Linked DNA regions of Mus musculus: region 2 is linked to region 1. Evidence: chromatin contacts called from public ChIA-PET data. All regions are on one chromosome and are shown on one strand. The core of a region is the stretch at or near the end of the contact, and the rest is flanking DNA. Distances in the headings are between cores, read along the strand shown. Region 1 holds the start of Tbce (tubulin-specific chaperone E). Region 2 has its middle 73 kb from the start of Lyst.

The links. ChIA-PET counts read pairs in DNA pulled down with a chosen protein or histone mark.
Region 2: an RNA polymerase II ChIA-PET map of memory CD8 T cells shows a contact between it and region 1, with 25 read pairs. The contact joins the enhancer-like site here to the promoter of Tbce in region 1. A contact is called at or near these places in 5 of 39 promoter capture datasets (the C10 cell line, the HPC-7 cell line, cranial neural crest and 1 more), 5 of 115 datasets of contacts at active chromatin or transcription factors (acute myeloid leukemia, effector CD8 T cells, embryonic stem cells and 2 more) and 2 of 9 other capture datasets (adipose tissue and liver).

Annotation. Positions count from the first base shown.
Region 1 is chr13:14,036,690-14,042,181 of GRCm38.p6, reverse strand. It overlaps Tbce (tubulin-specific chaperone E), which reads left to right and starts at 2,544. Exons shown (of 17, transcript NM_178337.3): 1 at 2,544-2,644.
Region 2 is chr13:13,514,504-13,519,995 of GRCm38.p6, reverse strand. No RefSeq gene overlaps it. Among named protein-coding and RNA genes, the nearest start is that of Lyst, 73 kb to the left of the region's middle. Within about 2 kb of position 3,200, at least 89 of the 459 cell types and tissues checked have an H3K27ac peak or open chromatin away from gene starts, as enhancers often do. A contact at or near this core is called in the HPC-7 cell line, adipose tissue, liver and 1 more, where this site is marked.

The DNA.
Region 1 (5,492 bases), core at 1,295-3,794:
TTTTTTGAAGGCCACTGATTTTATTAATTTAAAAATATTTTATAAGGACAGTGACTGTTTTTGCCAAAAAAGAAAAAAAAAAAAAAAAAGGGAAAGGAACCAAAGGGCATCCAACAGATAATGAGGGAGAAGGGGGTCAGGAATCCATTCAGGAAGGCTGGTAACTGTTGCCACAGAACTGCAGGGAGAGGTGGAAGGGAAAGGCATGCAAGGGCAAGGATTCCAGAAAGGTGGAAATGCTGAGGGGAGAGAACTCCCCAAAGACCCTGGAGAACATAGGAGGTGAAGGTGGCAACAGCCATCTTTTTCTTCATGCAGGACAGGGAGGAGCCCTGCCCTGCTGCAGACTCTAGAGACTCTATGCTGGGGCTGGGGGCTGAGGGGTTCCCAGAGAACATTATAAGAAGGCATCACTGCCGGGCGGTGGTGGCGCATGCCTTTAATCCCAGCACTTGGGAGGCAGAGGCAGGCGATTTCTGAGTTCGAGGCCAGCCTGGTCTACAAAGTGAGTTCCAAGACAGCCAGGGCTACACAGAGAGAAACCCTGACTTGAAAAACCAAAAAAAAAAAAAAAAAAAAAAAAAAAAAGTCCCAGGACTGCTTGGCACTGGCACCACGTGTGTCTTTCAGCCATTCTCTAAAGAGGTCTTCATCATTCTTTATAAGCCTTGTTAAAGCCCCTTTCCTCCTGCTTCCTGCCCAGGAGTTCACCAATACCAGCCAGGCTCCCCACTGGCTTTTCCCCCATGGACTCTGCCACGAAGTCTCGGTGCTTTTGGGAGGTTGTCATCTTGATCAGGCTTAACCAGCAGCTCTGGCTCTGGCAATAGCCCCTTGCACCTGCCCATACCTCAAGCTACTAGAATGTTCTTCTGTGTACTTATTTGTATGGGTACCTCTGTATGTGAGTATGCATGTATGTGCCTGTCATGCCAAGGGTCAATAGTAGGTATCTTTCCTCTTCCTCCTCCTCTTCATCACCACCATCATCATTCTTGACAGTTCTAAGGATAAAACCTAAAGACTCACACATGCAAAGCTAGCAATATTCCTCCTCACAGACTATATGAAGCTCGAGAAGAAGGCCAGCCAAAGTAAGGATGCTTCAGTCCAACTTAGAAGGGGGAACAAAATAATCACGGGAAGTAGAAGGTAGGGAGAACTTGGGAGATATAGAGGAATGTGTTCTTGTGTAAAAGTATAAAAATTCAAATGATCTCTTCTACAGTAAGTCATTCAGGGTAAACTCAGTAAACGTTTCTGGGCCAAGATCACTTAAATTTGGTTCAGAATAGCCTATCTCTTTTCTAGCATGTGTTTTGTATCAACACTTCCTTGAAAAGCATGAAGTTACAATAAATGTGGAGATATTGGCATGGTGGGCCAAGCCTGTGATTTTAGCACTTGGTAGATGGAGGCAGGATATTAAGGAATTAAGACCAATCTTGACTTTGGTAGTTAGGTGACAGAAATCCGCCTGCCTCTCCCTCCCGAGTGCTGGGATTAAAGGTGGGCGTCACCACGCCCAGCTTGACTTTGGCAAGTTTTGAGGCCAGCCTAGGATACGTGAGACTTTGTCTCAAAACAATCAGCAGCAGCACCTTCATGAAATGTTGTCCTTGAAAAACGCTCCCATCTGAAGGTCTGTGTTTCTATTGGAGACTTGCCAAATGACAATAGTAGCTTAGCCCCTCCAGGCAAGAGTGAGTCATGTTCTATGACTACTGAGACGGTTTCAAACAGGAAAGGTTCTGGCAGCTTATTTCATCTTTCATTAACCACTGACAACAGATTCACTACAGGGTTCTCGTTCACTGCTGTGCAATAAAACAGATTTATAATTAATTATGTCTCCCAGCAGAGTTGTGCAATTCCTCTTGGATTGAATTACAGCACTCTTTTATTACTGTTTTCGTGGTGCTGTCTGGTCAAACTGACTTGGATCCAGCAAAGCCGGAGCTCTTCCAAGTAAGTTTTTGCCAGCTTCAGGTATAGCAATATGAGGGGTCACATTGCGATATGCTTATATACATAGCATCTTAAATTTGTTTTCAATGAAATAGTTACTGGCTTTTTAACATCTAAAAATAAACCAAAACACTCGATTCATAGGAACGTCTTGTTTAAAGTGGTGACTTACTTAAAACATTGCGTTTACTCTTGTTCTCCCTCATGCCTTAGCTGGTTAACTTTTTCTTTCCAGTTCTGGAGGGATCAACACTACACCTTTCTATGTAACTATGAACTCCCTACGGTGATTTAGTGCCCATAAGCATGAAACATTTTTGTTTTTTAGATATGAACCCCCCTCCGCTCCTCCCATCTCTCTTGCCTCGACCTTCCCAGTGCTGATTGTAATTGCCATGAGCCATCACGCCCAGCTATGAACTTTTAGTTCGCGTCTTGAATCAACTACAGTACGCAAAATCGACTGGTCCCACAGTCCTTCGGGGTTGCAGTTCCGGTGTCTACCTTACCAGCACTTCGCGACAATAGGGTTCGCGTTTGGAAGGGCTAAAGTGGTTTTCATCACTTCCTCTGCGGAGGTGGGACTTCCGGTCTCCAGATACTTCCGCCTAGAGCCGAAAGCTTCGTCGCTGATTGCGTGAGGGTCTCTGGGTGCTGACAGACCGGCAGAGGGAAGGTGAGCTTCGTAAGGTCGTGGAGCTGAGGTGGCGAGCTGCCCAATGGGGCTGGGTTGCCTGAGTGTGTGCTTTCTGCTCCGAGACTTCTCCGGTCGGCTGGGCCCCATTGTGGGCTGACCCAGCGGAAGGCTAGTGCGCCTGCGCCAAGCGCCTTCTGGATCCTCCCCACCCCTCCCCCGTTAACATCTGGGCGTGGGTCTCAAGTGATGCTGCCATCTCTTCCTTTTGACGTTTCTGGTGGACAGCGGTGGAGGGTGGTGGGAGGGCAGAGAGGAGTATTCAGATTTTTTTCCCTTTTTTTGAGGGGGATATTTTATTTACATTTAAAATGTTATCCCCTTTCCCGGTTTCCCCTCCGGAATCCCTCTATTTCATCCTTCCTTCCCCTGCTTCTTTGAGGGTGCTCCCCACCCACCCGTCCACTCCCACCTCGCCGCCCTGGCAGTCGCCTACACTGGGGCATCGAGCCTTCACAGGGCCAAGGACCTCACCTCCCATTGATGTTCAACAAGGCCATCCTTTGCTACATATGGGGCTGGAACCATGAGTCCCTTCATGTGTACTCTTTGGTTGATGGTTTAGTTCCTGGGAGCTCTGCAGGGTCTGGTTGGTTGATATTGTTCTTCCTGTGCGTTGCAAACCCCTTCAGCTCCATCAGTCTTTTTTTCTCTAACTCCTCCGTTAGGGATCTTGTGCTCAGTTCAATGGTTGGCTGCTAGCAGCTGCCTCTGTATTTGTTAGGCTCTGGAAGCGCCTCTCTAGAAACAGCTATATCAGGCTACAGTCTGCACACTTCTTGCCATCCACCTTAGTGACTGACTTATCTCACTCAGGATATTTTCTAGTTCATTCACTTGCCTAAGAATTTCATGAAGTCATTGTTTTAATAGCTGAGTAGTACCCCATTGTGTAAATGTACCTCATTTTCTGTATCAGTTTCTCTGTTGAAGGACATCTGAGTTCTTTCCAGCTTCTGGCTATTATAAATAAGGCTGCAATGAACAGAGTGGAGCATGTGTCCTTGTTATATGTTGGAGCATCTTTTGTGTATATGCCCAGGAGTAGTATAACTGGGTCCTCAAATAGTACTATGTCCAATTTTCTTACAAACCTCTAGACTGATTTCCAGAGTGGTTGTACCAACTTGCAGTCTCACAAACAATGAAAATGTGTGTTCCTCTTTCTCCACATCTGCTGTCACCTGAGTTTTTGATCTTAGCCATTCTGACTGGTGTGAGGTGGAATCTCAGGGTCATTTTGATTTGATTTCCCTATGACTAAGGATGTTGAACATTTCTTTAGGCGCTTCCTGGGCATTCAGGATTCCTCAATTGAGAATTCTTTCTTTAGCTCTGTACCCCATTTCTAATAGGGTTATTTGGTTCTCTGGAGTCTAACTTCTTGAGTTCCTTGTATATATTAGATATTAGCCTTCTATCAGATATAGGATTGATAAAGATCTTTTCCTGATATGTAGGTTGCCGTTGTGTCCTGATGGCAGTGTCCTTTGCCTTCAGAAGCTTTTCGGTTTTATGAGGTCACTTTTGTTAATTGTTGATCTTAGAGCTTGAGTCATTGGTGTTCTGTTCAGGAAAATTTCCCCTGTGCCCATGTGTTCGAGGCTCTTTCCCACTTTCTCTTCTACTAGATTAAGTTTATCTGGTTTTATATGAAGGTCCTTGATCCACTTGGACTTGAGCTTTGTACAGGGAGGTAAGAATAGATCAATTTGCATTCTTCTACATGTCAACCACTAATTGAACCAGCAGCATTTGTTGAAAATGCTGTCTTTTTCCCACTGAATGGTTTTAGCTCCTTTGTCAAAGATCAAGTGACCATAGGTGTGTGGGTTCATTTCTGGGTCTTTCTTGCGCGTGCTCGACTGGCCAGGAAGAATGATGTTACAACAGGATCCTTCTGCACACGTTTATTGGGAGAGATTGATTGTAGAGGCGAAAAGACCCCGAGCCCAGAACTGGTGCTGCTTTTATAGGCCTAGGAGAGGCGTGTCTCACACCCGGATTGGTTATGCACTAAGCCTCATTTGCATGTTCCTCATCTGATTGGCTCCTCTCTCTCAGTACCTTACAGAACCTCATTATCATACCTCATTTGCATGTCTCACATCTAATTGGTTATACTCTCAGTACCTTACAGAACCTCATTATCATGCCCGGGCCAGGCAGTGTCTTTGCAAAAAACTTTACTGCATATGTACACGTTGGTTGTTTGTCCAATCTTATGCGTGGTGGCCAGCAGTAGTCAGTGCCACTCAGCAACGGCACATGTGGCTTCCCACAGGTCTTCAATTCTATTCCTTTGCTCTTCCTGCCTGTCTCAGTACTAATACTATGCACTTTTTACCACTATTGCTCTGTAGTACAGCGTGAGGCCATGGATGGTGATTCCCCCAGAAGTTCTTTTATTGTTATTTCAATATCCTGGATTTTTGGTTATTCCAAATGAATTTGCAAATTGTTCTTTCTAACTCTATAAAGAATTGATTTGGAATTTCGATGGGGATTGCATTGAATCTATAGATTGCTTTCTGCAAGATAGCCATTTTTACTATATCAATCCTGCCAATCCACGCACATAGGAGATCTTTCCATCTTCTGAGATCTTCAGTTATACAGACCTTTCACTTGTTTGTTTAGCGTCACACCAAGGTATTCTATATTATTTGTGACTATTGTGAAGGGTGTTGTTTCCCTATTTTTTTTTCCTCATCCTGTTTATCCTTCGAGTAGAGGAAGTTTAGGAGTTCTCTGGTGGAATTTTGGGGGTCACTTATATATAGTCTCATATCATCTGCAAGTAGTGATATTTTGACTTCTTCATTTCCAA
Region 2 (5,492 bases), core at 1,951-4,450, 520 kb after region 1:
GTGTGGGGGTGTGTGGGTGTGTGTGGGTGTGTGTGTGTAGGCTGTGTGTGGGGGGGGTGTATTGCAGGCAGGATCAAATGGTCAACTTTAGGTTCTCTGAGGCAAGGTTTCTGATTGGCCTTGAACTTGCCAATAAGGCTTGGCTGAGTTGGTTGGTCAGCCTATCTCTGCCTATGATTATATAATTATGGGCACTTTTTGGTTTTGTTATTTGGTTTTATTGAGACAGTTTCTCTGTGTAGCCCTGGCTGTTCACTCTACAGACCAGGCTGGCCTCAAACTCACAGAGATCTGCCTGCTTTGGCCTATGTAGTGCTGGGATTAAAGGAGTGCACCACCGCTGCCTGGTTCCTGCTGGCTCTTTTATGTGATATCTGGGAATCAAACTCAGGTCTTTAGGCTTGAGTGGCAAGCACTTTACCAACCGAGTTCGCTCTCAGCCCCACCTTCCTCCTCTTAGCAACAGCTGACTATCCCATCATCCTTTGAGAATTGGTAAAGTGCTTTCAGGTACATATTCTCGCCAACCTCTCAAGCATCTATACACACCAGCTGTGTTCTATAGAGATGGGCATCAACTGAGGTGGCAGTCGGCAACAGTGGATGAAGTTGGTCTATCCCCCTTAAGGTTCAGTGTTTTTGTTAGTGTATTAGTCAGCTGAAGGTGCTGAAACAAAAAGCCACAGCTGGGCATCTTAAACAACAGAAGAGTATTTCCCTGGTTTTTGATATCAGCGTTCAAGGTCAAGATGCTGCAGGGTGGCTTTGGAGGCTGTGAGGGGACTTATGTGTTAGGCTGCAGGTATCTCTGGGTCTCCATACCTCTTATTTATATCACCCTATCTCTGTCTTCCTCTCTTAAGAAATTTTCTGTGTGTACTATCTTTGAGTCCACTTTCTTCTTTTAACAAAGACCCTGGTCCAGTTGGGTTAAGGCCTATCCCATGATCTCATCTTCATTTGACTATATCTGAAAAGACCTTATTTCTAAATATCACATTGTGAAGTATTGGGGTTAAAGCCATGCCTATCTTTTTGGCAGGCTACAATTCAACCCAAGGCAAATGTTAAGGGGTTAAAATGGCATTTTATGAGTAGGGATGATGACTCTGTGGTTAAAAGAGCTTCCAGAGGATGAGAGGCCAGTTCCCAGCACCCATATTGGTAGGTTCACAATCACCTAATTCCAGTTCTAGGGGATTTTATGCCCTCTTCTGGCCTCTGTGAGTACTGTGTATATAGACAGACAGACAGACAGACAGACACACACACACACACACACAAATGCATAAACATTTTAAATTTATTGTTGAAAAATATGTGGTATTTTACATTTATTATAAAACTGTTCTGTTGGTTGCCCCCAGCACCCCAGCACGTGGGAGGAGAAAGCAGGAGGGCCTGGAGGTCAGGGTCATCCTCAGCCACACAGAGATCCAGGAGGGATGGGCTGCAGGAGAGCCTAGTCAAATAAACTAACGTAATTAATCAGTTACTATTGGACTTGAACACAAAATTCATGTAGACTTGTAAAGACAAACTATGAAGTGCTCCATCAATCTCTGGCTTGGGTAGGCTCAAACACACACACACACAGTGTCCTCGATGCAATGCAGTACTTTGCCCCAAGACTGTCCTCCAGCTGGAGGCTACCATCATATTGACCACAAAAGAGGAAACAGTCAGAAGGGAACCAATGGTCTTGAAAGACTCCCAGAGGAGCCCCTCGCTCAGGCCTCAGGACAATAGCAGACATCCAAGAACTCACGATAGACCGAGCTTGTTGCAAACCACATGAGGCTTTATTGGGGAAAGCCAGAGCTCTGGGGACAACTCATATCCCACGCTGGGGTAGAGGAGTCGACCTCGAGGGGAAAGAGGTCCCAGTTTTTATAGGCCCTCGGGAAGAAAGGAGAAGTGGGGGGAGTAGGGGATTCCAGAACTAAACAATGTCTATTCTCAAGAAATGGGTATGGGAGGGGTACAAGGAAAGAGTCTGGTGCAGGTGCAGCAACTCAGGATTGGCCGGGCTGTGGTTGCTGGGGAGATTTTCTGACTCTTTCTCAGCCACCAATATCACAAACACCTGGCAATGGGCTTCATCAGTGGGCACACACATGAGTCAAGGAATGGTCAAAACATTGGCAGACACACAGATTCAAGGAGTGGCCAGAGCATTGTGCACCTCTATTTTTCTAAATCAGTGAAGCTAGTTCTGCTAACACTGACATCTATCTTGCCAATGGGCTTCTGTGACCTTTTACATTCTGTCAGGATCTTTCAGTCTCAACAAAAAACAAAAAATAACTTCATTTGGTTCAGTCAAAGCAACCAGAAGGTTAGAGGTTTCTACGAGCTGAAGAATCATCACAAAAGGCCCTCTGCACTGTCACCATCAAATGATGGTCCTACCTAATACTAAGAACACCGGCAGTCTGGGCTAGGAATGGAGTTCAGTGGTAGAGTGTTTGCCGAGCATGCACAAGGACTCAGGTTCAATTCCTAGTATACAACTGGTGACACCTGAGTGTGCTCTCAAGTGACACTTGAGACTTACAGCCTATTTTTCTTTCTGGCTTTGTTGACCCAGTTTCACTACTTTGAAGAACATGTTGTATTTATAAGATGCTAACGTGTGTTTCTAGTGCCAGTCTCCGAAGGTCTCATACTCGTCCGGGCCAAGCCATTTTATTTCTAGCAAGCTTCATTCAAATTCTTGTTCACTGTTAAAGGTGACTTCCCACGGGAGTGGCCACTTTTGATAAAAGTTTATCCCTTTTAAACTTCTTCCAGAGTTTAACCCCCACTGTGAGGCATGGAGCAGTTTCAGAATAACTAACTCCACCTTTATGTTTTACAGGTCGGCCTTTGGGAGGTGACCAGCATGAGTTAAGGTCATCTTGTGATGCTTCGTGCATTGAGCGGCTCTGACCTCTTGTGGTCACATTTGGAACTGCGTTGGCAAACCAGCGAGATTTCAACTGAGAGGCTAGCTAGGCTGAAAACAGGCTGAATGCTCTCTATGCTCATCGGTGCCCCTCTTGAGAGGCAAGTGTCCAAGAAGCCATTCTCAAAGTTCTCGAGCTTTCTGGCACTTCCATGTCTTAATTTCTGTGCCATCTTAACAAGGATCACTTTGTAGATGTCCCTCTTTCTTGCTAAACTCCTCTAAGATTTTGGCTGTGGCCTTTGAGCTCCACACCCTGGTGAAAGAGGAAATGAACAGAGATAGTTTTGCTACTAAAGGATCCTTAACCTCCCCTTCAGAACTGTGATCTTCAGATGGGTTTGTTCGAGAAGCCTCTAAAAATCGCACGGATGGGGCTGTAGCTCCGTTGGTAGTTAGTTACCTAGCATTCACGAAACTGTGGTTGGATCCCCAGCGCCAGGATCGCACAAAGCCCAGGCTGACCTTGAACTCACTGTGTAGCCAAGGATGGCCTTGAACTTCTGATCCTTCTGCCTCCACCTCCGAAGTGCTTGGATTACAGGATTCGGAGCTAAGAGCTAAGGGTCAAACCCAGGGCTCCACACACATGCTAGCTAGTCAAGCTTACATCCCCCACACCAAACAAAACAAGAAGACCAGAGTTCGATCCCCAGAATCCATGTTTTTAAAATAAGCTGGCCATGGGGGTTGGGAGTCGGGGGAGCCGGCCTGTTGGGGTTGCAGAGGTAGCTCAGCATTTAGGAGCACTAGCTGTTCTTCCAGAGGACCCTGGTTCAGTTCCCTGTTCCCACATGGTAGCTCACAGCTGTCTGCAGCTTCAAGTCCATGAGATCTGGCACCTTCACATACATGCAGGCAGAACACCAATGCACATAAATTTAAAATAAATATATTATTAGTATAATAAATAATAATATAATATAACAATATAATGTAAATAATAATAAAAGTTTGTGCACGCTTTTAATCCCAGCACTTGGGAGGCAGAAGCAAGGCCAGTCTGGTCTACAAATTAAGTTCCAGAACAGCCAGGGTTACACAGAGAAACCCTGTCTCACAAGAGAGAGGGGGTGGGTGGGGAGAAAGAAAAGAGTGACAGGTCATCTGCAAAGTCCCTTCCTGACAGGATCCTAAGGAAAGCCTCATAGTCTTCATAGGACTAGTCAGCTGCGACAATGCCCAGACCAGTATTTTGCCCTTTTTAGGTAACTAGGAAATTTGGCTTTGCAGTAAAACAAAACAACTTTATTGCAATATAAATATAATATAATAAATATGCAAAGCTCATAAGGCTGTACATGACAATTTTTAAATTATAGTAAAATATTGTTATGTAATATATAAACATGTATACATATTGTATACATGTATGTACTACAGAACTGGTGCCATGGCACAGGCCTTAATCCCAGAACTGGGAGATGAGGCAGAAAAATTGTGAGTTTGAGGCTAGCCTGAGCTACACGATGAGCTCTTAACAAAGTAATTAAACAAAAGAGAATATATAATTCAAAAGTTTCCCTTGTAGCTATTTTAAGTGCATACTTCAGTGTCATTAACTACATTTTAAAAATGATGCAGCCCTCCCCAACCTATTTCCTAAAGCTTTTTATCACCTCGAAGACTCTAATTATTAATAATTCCATTCTTCCTCCCTCTACCTTCTGGTGACTTAAAATCTACTTCCAGTTTTGTTTTGTTTTAATTTGCCTATTCTAAGTTCCTCAAGTAAGTGGAATGATCTAATACCTGTCCCTTAGCCACTGGTCTGTTTGTCACCGCACAATGTCCTGGAGGTTTGCCCATGCTGTTGCATGTAGCAGAACTTCCATTTGTTTTCACAGCCAGGCTGTATGTATGTGCAGTATCTGCAGATAACATGTCTCATATGTTGGCAGACCTGTGAGTCATTTCCACTTTTCAGCCTCCATGAAGAATGCAACAAGGAAGATTTGTTTGCTCGTGTCTGTTCCAGCCCTCCTTTCAGCTCTTTGGACACAGCTTGAAGTGGGATGGATGGCTGGATCGTGTGGTCAGTCCCGGATTTTGTCTCCCATGGGACCTATACCATGTTATATTCCTGCCAGCAATGTACAAAGACTTCATTTCCCCATATCTTTCTTGGCAGTTCCCTTTTTAAAAATAGCCTTCTGGATATGAGATGGCGTCAAGTTTTGGGATTAATTTGCATTACTTTAATGACTAATGATAAGGACATTTCTTTCTGAGCTGGGGTCACACCCAGGGTCTCGTGCGTGCTAAGCAATCGCTGTACCTCTGAGCAGCATCCCAAGCCTTGAGCATCTTTCCATGTGCTTATTGACCAATGGTATATCTTCATTACTGGAATACTTATTCAGATCCACCATTCATCTTTGAACTTTGTTCTCTTGGTTGTTGAGCTGCAAAAGATCTTTATGTTCCTTGTCTGAAAGAATTACAGGGATGGAAATGGAGAGGAGCCTGAGGAAAAGAAGGTCCAGCAACAGGCCCAAAGTGTGATCCAGCTCAAGGGGAGGTCCCAAGGCCTGACACTATTACT